2 separate regions of the Mus musculus genome follow, and region 1 is linked to region 2. The links are chromatin contacts, called in public HiChIP or PLAC-seq maps. All regions are on one chromosome and are shown on one strand. The core of a region is the stretch at or near the end of the contact, and the rest is flanking DNA. Distances in the headings are between cores, read along the strand shown.

The links. HiChIP or PLAC-seq counts read pairs in DNA pulled down with a chosen protein or histone mark.
Region 1: an H3K27ac HiChIP or PLAC-seq map of embryonic stem cells shows a contact between it and region 2, with 6 read pairs. The contact joins the enhancer-like site here to the promoter of Relch in region 2. A contact is called at or near these places in 5 of 39 promoter capture datasets (the C10 cell line, embryonic stem cells, liver and 2 more), 1 of 15 datasets of contacts at CTCF or cohesin (the NIH/3T3 cell line), 5 of 484 Hi-C or Micro-C datasets (the G1E-ER4 cell line, bone marrow-derived macrophages, centroblasts and 2 more), 8 of 115 datasets of contacts at active chromatin or transcription factors (CD8 T cells, the SCID.adh cell line, bone marrow-derived macrophages and 3 more) and 4 of 9 other capture datasets (adipose tissue, liver, macrophages and 1 more).

What each region holds. Positions count from the first base shown.
Region 1 is chr1:105,727,000-105,730,753 of GRCm38.p6, reverse strand. Relch (RAB11 binding and LisH domain, coiled-coil and HEAT repeat containing) reads right to left here. Exons shown (of 29, transcript NM_173187.4): 19 at 2,766-2,814. Among named protein-coding and RNA genes, the nearest start is that of Tnfrsf11a, 52 kb to the left of the region's middle. Within about 2 kb of position 1,748, at least 3 of the 459 cell types and tissues checked have an H3K27ac peak or open chromatin away from gene starts, as enhancers often do. A contact at or near this core is called in embryonic stem cells, where this site is marked.
Region 2 is chr1:105,661,704-105,665,307 of GRCm38.p6, reverse strand. It overlaps Relch (RAB11 binding and LisH domain, coiled-coil and HEAT repeat containing), which reads right to left and starts at 1,447. Exons shown (of 29, transcript NM_173187.4): 1 at 675-1,447. The coding sequence starts at 1,200. Pign (phosphatidylinositol glycan anchor biosynthesis, class N) reads left to right here and starts at 1,632. Exons shown (of 31, transcript NM_013784.3): 1 at 1,632-1,808.

The DNA.
Region 1 (3,754 bases), core at 499-2,998, 65 kb before region 2:
ACAACAGAAGAGGGCATCATATCTCATTATGAATGGTTTTGAGCCACCATGTAGTTGCTGGGATTTGAACTCCAGACCTTCAGAAGAGCAGTCAGTGCTCTTAACTGCTGAGCCATCTCTCTAGCCCCCAAAACCTTTCTTTAAGAGTCTCTCAAGCACCTATATAGCCAGGTCTTGGTAAATATGTATGCTTTTAGGTTGTAGCATTTTGTAAAACATAAAGGCACTTAACTAAAAGTAGTACCCAGATATACATTTTTTAGCTTGTTTTATCTCGGGGATTCTAGTTTCCAAAGGCCTCAACTATATGTACTGTAGGTTTTTGGCCAGACAGTGCCCTGTTAATGTTCATGGAGGAGGAATTAGATTACATAAATGAAAAGAAAGAAAAGCAAGAGATTCCAACCATGACTGTGTGACATATGACCACTCTCTAAGAGTCGTTGTCTATAAATAAAGTGAGACTTAAAAAGAAAACTTCCAGGGCTGATGAGATGGTTCAGTGGTTAAGAGCACTGACTGCTCTTCCAAAGGTTCTGAGTTCAAATCCCAGCAACCACATGGTGGCTCACAACCATCCATAATGAGATCTGATGTCCTCTTCTGGTGTCTGAAGACAGCTACAGTGTACTTACATATAACAATAAATAAATCTTAAAAAAAAAAGAAAACTTTCAGACATGACAATGAGGTAAATTATTTAATTCGTTTACACACTTGTTTTAGTTTCTATGTTCTTAAATTTCTTTTTGATGTTGTTACTGTACCTCTATTTTTATAGTTTATTTAGTTCCAGAGCCATACATAAAGAAATTGAGTTGATTTAACAATTCATATGATTTCAACAACAAAACAGGTTTCCCATTAGTTAGCATTTAAAGTTTATTTTGCTGGTAAAGCTAACTTTTTCATGGGAGGATATTGGTGTCAGCTGAACATGACAGTGGTAGTAGAAGATTAAATCTGGGCTGGAGTAAGTGGCATTTAGCAATCCTGACTTTAAAAATGGGGTTAATGATCATTTTCATTCTGAACAATCAACTATTCATGTTGTGTCTGGCCAGCAGATCATAGGGTTGGGTTCTAGCCTGGAAAGGCATTTTGGAAACCTGGAAGAGAAGAGGGGCTAGGCTGCGCGAGATAAGGAAGGAACCAAGACAAAGGTCTCTGCTCAAGGTTCAATTTTTACTATTCCGGCACTCCATTATAAAGGAAGGGGGAGGGACCCGATTCCCGCCAATTAATCTTGGAGTCCAATAGCAGGGTGACCGCGTGTACCGCTCCGAACAGTAAAGCGACAGGTTCCAGCAGTGGGCGTGGCAGAACGATTGAGCCGGTAAGCTCCACCCAGGTGTAAACAGTGGAACCATTAAGGCTGGGGGAGGGGAGGCTACATATTCACAGCTAACTTGATTTTAAAAGCTGTCAATTCTCAGTAATTAATTTTTTCTTCACTAACTCATCATCAGAATTAGTAACCAACTTAAGCATCAACAATTAGGCATTCTAAATATCAACTCTTTAAAAAAAGCTACTAAAAGTAACTAACTGTATTGGCTGGTTGGTTTTGTGTTAACTTGACACAAGCTAGAGTCATCAGAGACAAAGGAGCCTCAGTTGAGAAAATGTCTCCATGAGATCCAGCTATAAGGCATTTTCTCAATTAATGATCAATGGGAGATGGGCCAGCCCATGGTGGGTGGTGCCTTCCCTGGGTTGGTGGTTCTGGGTCCTATAATGTGAAGCTAGCCTGTAAGCAACATCCTTCCATGGCCCCTGCATCAGCTCCTGCCTCTAGGATCCTGTCCTATTTGAGTTCTTGTCCTGATTTCCTTTAATGATGAACAGCACTACAGAAGTAGAAGCCAAATAAACCCTTTCTCCCCAACTTGCTTTTTGGTTATGGTGATTGGTTTCAGCAATAGAAACCCCAACTGAGACTGTAAATTTTGGGAAGTATTTCTTAAACTCTGCTTCCTTCAAAACAAAACAAAATAATAAAATACCTGTACTTTGCACATGTCATTGACATTTTATTCATTCTTCAACTACTTCTAAGGACACCAGAAATTTTATAAACCACCTAATCACAATATTGAGGTAAGATTTTAGACAAAGAATTGTCTATGTGTTCAAGACTGATGAAATAGAAGTTGCTACATATTCCATTTAATATGTTTTATAATTTATTCTTAGAACTGAAAAAATACACCGGGGTACAAGAGGTATACACGATCACTTTCTTAGGCCAGTGACATTGGCTTAGAGTGATGCTGTACCTGCACTGTCTAAGACACATGGGTGAAAATGATCAATGCAAGGTTTGATCACACAGACCCATAGTTTCTTTAAATTTTCTGTTTCATTAAAAAACAAAAACCTTCCATAACCTTCATTACTTTCCACTGTTATTTTATGACATTTCCACTCTTATTTATTAATGCTGCTTGTTAAGAATGAAGTATTCTGAGCACACCAGGGCACACTCTAAGGATTAAGCACCTAGTTTGAGAAACTTGGCCTTAGGCCAGTTTGGTCACAAAGTAGTTATTTAAAATTAAAGCGAGGAAGGAAGAATTCACCCCATGGGAAGATAACTGACATGGCTCAGAGGGATGACTAAGAGCTTCATGATACACATTTTCCTTTTCAATTACTCTTTTAAATGTATGTAATTTAATGATACTGAATATAGTAACTGAATATAGTATTTTTCCTGAATAAAAAGGTTCAACTTTTTTTAAAGTAATAATGGACATACTTACCAATATTTTCTTCAGAGAGTCTTAAAATCTCTTGGAACTGGGGTTTTACCTAAGTAATGCAAAAGAAAGACCTATGGATTAATTAGTGATAAAATATATACTTATTACTGATACAGGTATATATTGAAATGGTTAGAAACACATTATATTTAATTAACAGGGCCTTTACAGATAAAAATCAATTCAAATCAGCAGGTATTTTCAGAATAGTCTTTGGTTTCTTTTCTGAAAATAATTTCAATATAATTTTAAGTACTTAAAATTATTTCCTCCTAAAAACTAAATTTAGAGACCAAAAAGCTCACCTGCATACCATTACATGAGTAAATATTATATCACCATAATATGATTAGAATTATTGGAAAAAGCATCTGGCTATATTTGAAAAAAAAGTCTCCTTTAGAATTGTCATGGTTAGCATGTTCACAATCAATAAATTCCTTCAAGTAAGATTTTTTTCTTCACTATCTTAAGGTAGAGCAAATGCTCAGGTTTTTAAAAATGGAATTATCATAGATTTCAAACTACTGAAGACAATTCTGCAGTGTTCAATATTTAAATGACTCCTAAATGTTTTTCTGAACCCATACAGCTAGCTATTTACTCAGGAACTATTGAGCAATTTCCAATGATAATGGTAACAGACTGGGGAAGAGGTAAAAGGATTTTGCTTTCTTGTCAGCATCTCAGTCTTTTTAATTCACATATTTAATGCAGACTAAAAGGAAGAACACTGGGGAAAGATTAATCTGCAGAATCATAGAACTAATACTGAATCTCTTCATTTCGCAAAACACTAATAATTACTTAACTTATTAAAGCAGCTAATACACTATAAAGGAAGTCTGAACTCAACAGTCTATTACAGAATACTTTTTTGCTTTAAACATTGCAATAATACAGATTCAACAGGAGCAGAAATTTAGTGTTTACTATGAGTATCTTGATGAAAACCAGATTTAAAAAACATTAAAACTCTTTTAAAATTA
Region 2 (3,604 bases), core at 198-2,697:
GAGAAAAACAATCCTTCCCAGTGCTATGTTGAAAAGAAAGCTGGTAAAAGATCCTTGGTCTGTTTGTTCCACAGCTTTCCTGTATACGGAATACTATTGAAATTGGGGTAGTGAAACTGATTTCAAACAGAAAACATTCTATGAAGCAGACACATCTCATTTCCTTCTTTTTATTAGCATATATTAATGATACAAAATAATGGAAAAGCAAAGACAAAAGATCTTCAGTGGATTGAACTTCAGTACAGAGGGCTGACATTTCCTGTTTGTTCTTTTTCTTGAGTCAAAGAATTACTAAGAAACATTTTATTTCCTCGTAGTGTGATTCAACAGCCTGGGGAAAAAAGGAAAACTGCCTAGAGAAAAATGCCCAGGCAATAAGGAAGCTTTCTAGAGTGCCATAATACTCAATAAACTGGAAACCCTGATGTTATAGGTCCCAACACCAACGGGGAGCCAGGAGCTGTACAACACCTGCCAAAGATCGGAAACCAATGCAAAGAAGAGCTACAGCAGGATCTTTCTGTTTGCAGTACACAGGACACCTCGCATCTCACTCAACATACTCTCCCTTCTCAAGACGACCCTAGACTCAGTACCCGCCCACAATCCCCTTCAGCTGCACTCCAACTCTAATCCCCCATCTGCAGGTGTGACAGGCGACGCCTACTTACTGAGCTGTCCTCCGCCCGACGTCGTACTCGGTTCCCGACCTCCAGCGCCTCCGACGATGGAGGCGCCAGGGATCCCGGGCGCCCCCATCCCTGGGGGGGTCCCACTCTGCCTCTCGAAGTTGCCAGGATTGGAGAAGTAATCGCGCAGTCGTGGTAGCTCGCGGCCGCTCTCCAACAGCTCGGTGTGCAGCTCCAGGGCGGTCAGCAAGTATTGATCGCGCAACAGCTGAGCGGCGATGGCATCGATTGACAATCGGGCAGGGGTCTCCCCGCTGCCCCCCGGAGCCGCCGGGGCGGCGGACATCTCCACAGCGAGCCCCGGCCGCGCGCTGCTTCCCAGGGCCATGGGGTCCTGTGGCGACAGGGAGCCTGCAGAACCAGGATCTAGGCCGACCCCGGCACCCAGCCGAAGTCCTGCCCGCCGGTCCTCGGTTGCCGCTACCTCGTCGTCGTCCTCATCCGAATCACTGAGGAAAGGATTTACTCCGCTACCACTGCCACCACCTCCGGGCGCCATCGCCGCCATCTTATTCTGTCAGGAATGTGGGTGCTTCCCTGCTTGGCCCGACAGGCCCTCAGCCTGAATCCCCGTTAGGTCCCGAGAGCCGCCGACCACCTAGGCAGCCCAGGCCGACCGCACCTCTCCTCACCTAGAGCCTAGGCCGGACTGGGAGGCAGGAGCCCGGTATGCAGCAGCACCTCCCGTCTCAGCCGCTGCTGCACCAGTAGCCGACTCTGCAGGCGTCTTCCTGGTCCCTAGTCTCGCGAGAACTGGCTTGGTCCCATCTTCGCCCCGCCCCGTCCCCGCCTCAGCCCCACCCACCTCTGGCCTTGGAGTGGCAAGATCGAAGGAACCGCTCCAGGCTCAAACATAAGACCCCGCCCACAAGCTCTCGAGGATTGGCTGGAGTTACAGGACCTGGCCAGAGAGTTATCGCGAGAGCAGCGAAGGCCTGGGGCAGGTTGGGGGCGTTCCCTGGAGCAGTAGAGGTGGAGGTCGCTGAGGGGTACGATTTGGCTGTGGTTTTTGAGGGTTGAAGGGAACCCTCCCGACATCTTTCACCGCCCTGGGTCCTGCCTTCGTTCTGAGGAGGTCCCGTTCCCAAGACTGGGCCTGAGCCGGATAGTTCTCAGGTAAAGTCCCGGGACCCTTGCACTTAAGGTGTTCCCACGCCCGCTTCTCCCTTCACGCTTCAGTTTTTTGTCGCTGTTTGCTGTCACCGCCCAGATAGCAAGTGCTCTGAGCAGCGGTCAGAATCTGGCTTCTTTGCTCTTCCCTAGTTTCCCAGCCATCTGCTCTCTCCCCTGGAGATCTGGCGACGGCATGGCCTCCTTGTGGTTAAGGAGGGCGCCTTCCCGCCCCCTCCGTCCGGGAATAGGACTTAGAAAGCTGAAGGGTGCAGATAGAGCCTGGACGGAAGTTGCAACATTTGAGTTTCGAGATGCCTTTACACTCATCTGTGAACAGCCTGGTCTTGGACGACAAACTAAGTAATATGTAAACCCATGGAAATTAACATACACTTTACATCAAAGGAACTTTTCAAACTATCAGCGCTATCTCTTCAGTACAACTAAGTTGTCTGGGCCGCTTCAGTGGCCTGGTCATGTCCACTGCACTAGGACACATTCGTTGGAACAAGTATCACCTATCTTTTGTCCAAAACCATTCTTTTCCACAATCCCCTGAAACCTTGCTAAGTCCATTTAGGCTAGAATCGAGGTTTTCTTTATGGATCAATCAAATTTTAGCGATTTAAAAAATTGTACTCTGTAGAGAGATTTGATGGCCTTTATGAAACATTTAGCACATAACTATACTCGTAGGTTTGGAATATCATTTATCCTTTATGCTATTCCTTGATTGTAGTTTGAGGTGATAAGAAGTTTCCCTGTCGCTATTAGACTCCTAGCCCTCATATCTTCTATTTTGTTAAACATAGAATGCCACTTTTTCCTGGTTTTAGAATTAAGTTCTTATTAACACCAGGTCCTAACAGACAACAAAATAAATAGCCAACAGTGCTAACCATCTGCTCTGATATATATAATGAAGTATCTCCTTTATCTTTGTGGAAAATAAAAATAGAGCATTGTTATATGACCTCAGGTCTGGTTACCGGTTTACATGTAAAGTATCCCAGCAGTTAAGTGTAGGTTTTAATTTCAGTTTAATCAGTCTCACAGGAAACTAAAATTTCATTTGAATGAGGCTCTGAAATGCTTTCTTTGGTTGGTATTACTATATAGTTATTATTTGGGCTTTTTAACAGGAGCTTTTAAAGTATGTTACATGTGATATGAAGGTGGGAGGGGGAATACTGGAGGTTGGGGTGGGTGGTTTAAATGAGCATAGGAGACCGGGAGATGGGGAGAAAGTTAGCCCAAATAGTAAAAGACCATAAAGACCCTTGCTACATTGTGAAGCAATTTAAAAATAGTGTTAGTAGTAAGGATTTTTTTTTAAATAAGACTTTTAGCTTCCAATTCGTTGGACTAAATGCTGTACTGTGCTATTTATTAATGAATCTGGAAAAAAATCCTCAGTAACATGGCAATAGTATAGAATGAGCAATATTTTAATGTTTCACATTTCTTAGCAAAAGGGGGTATCAGTTCTAACTTTGATATTGTCAAAGAGATTAAAAATGTAACCAAATTTTGGAATGGAGGATTAGTGAATGGCATGGGAAAAACATGAGCAGAAATGTGTATTTTCTTCTTCTTTGTAATGGCGATGCTTAGAAATATACTTTTAGGGTGCCTGAGGAAAACTGCTCTTAAAATAATAGAAGGGCACATCATATACATATCATTTATTGTGAGACGTTGAAAATGTTTGGACCTAAATTCTCCCATCTTCTCTTACATTCATCTGCCCAGAGAGATAATGAAAGTACATAGAATTGTGAATGTTCTTGCCACAGTGC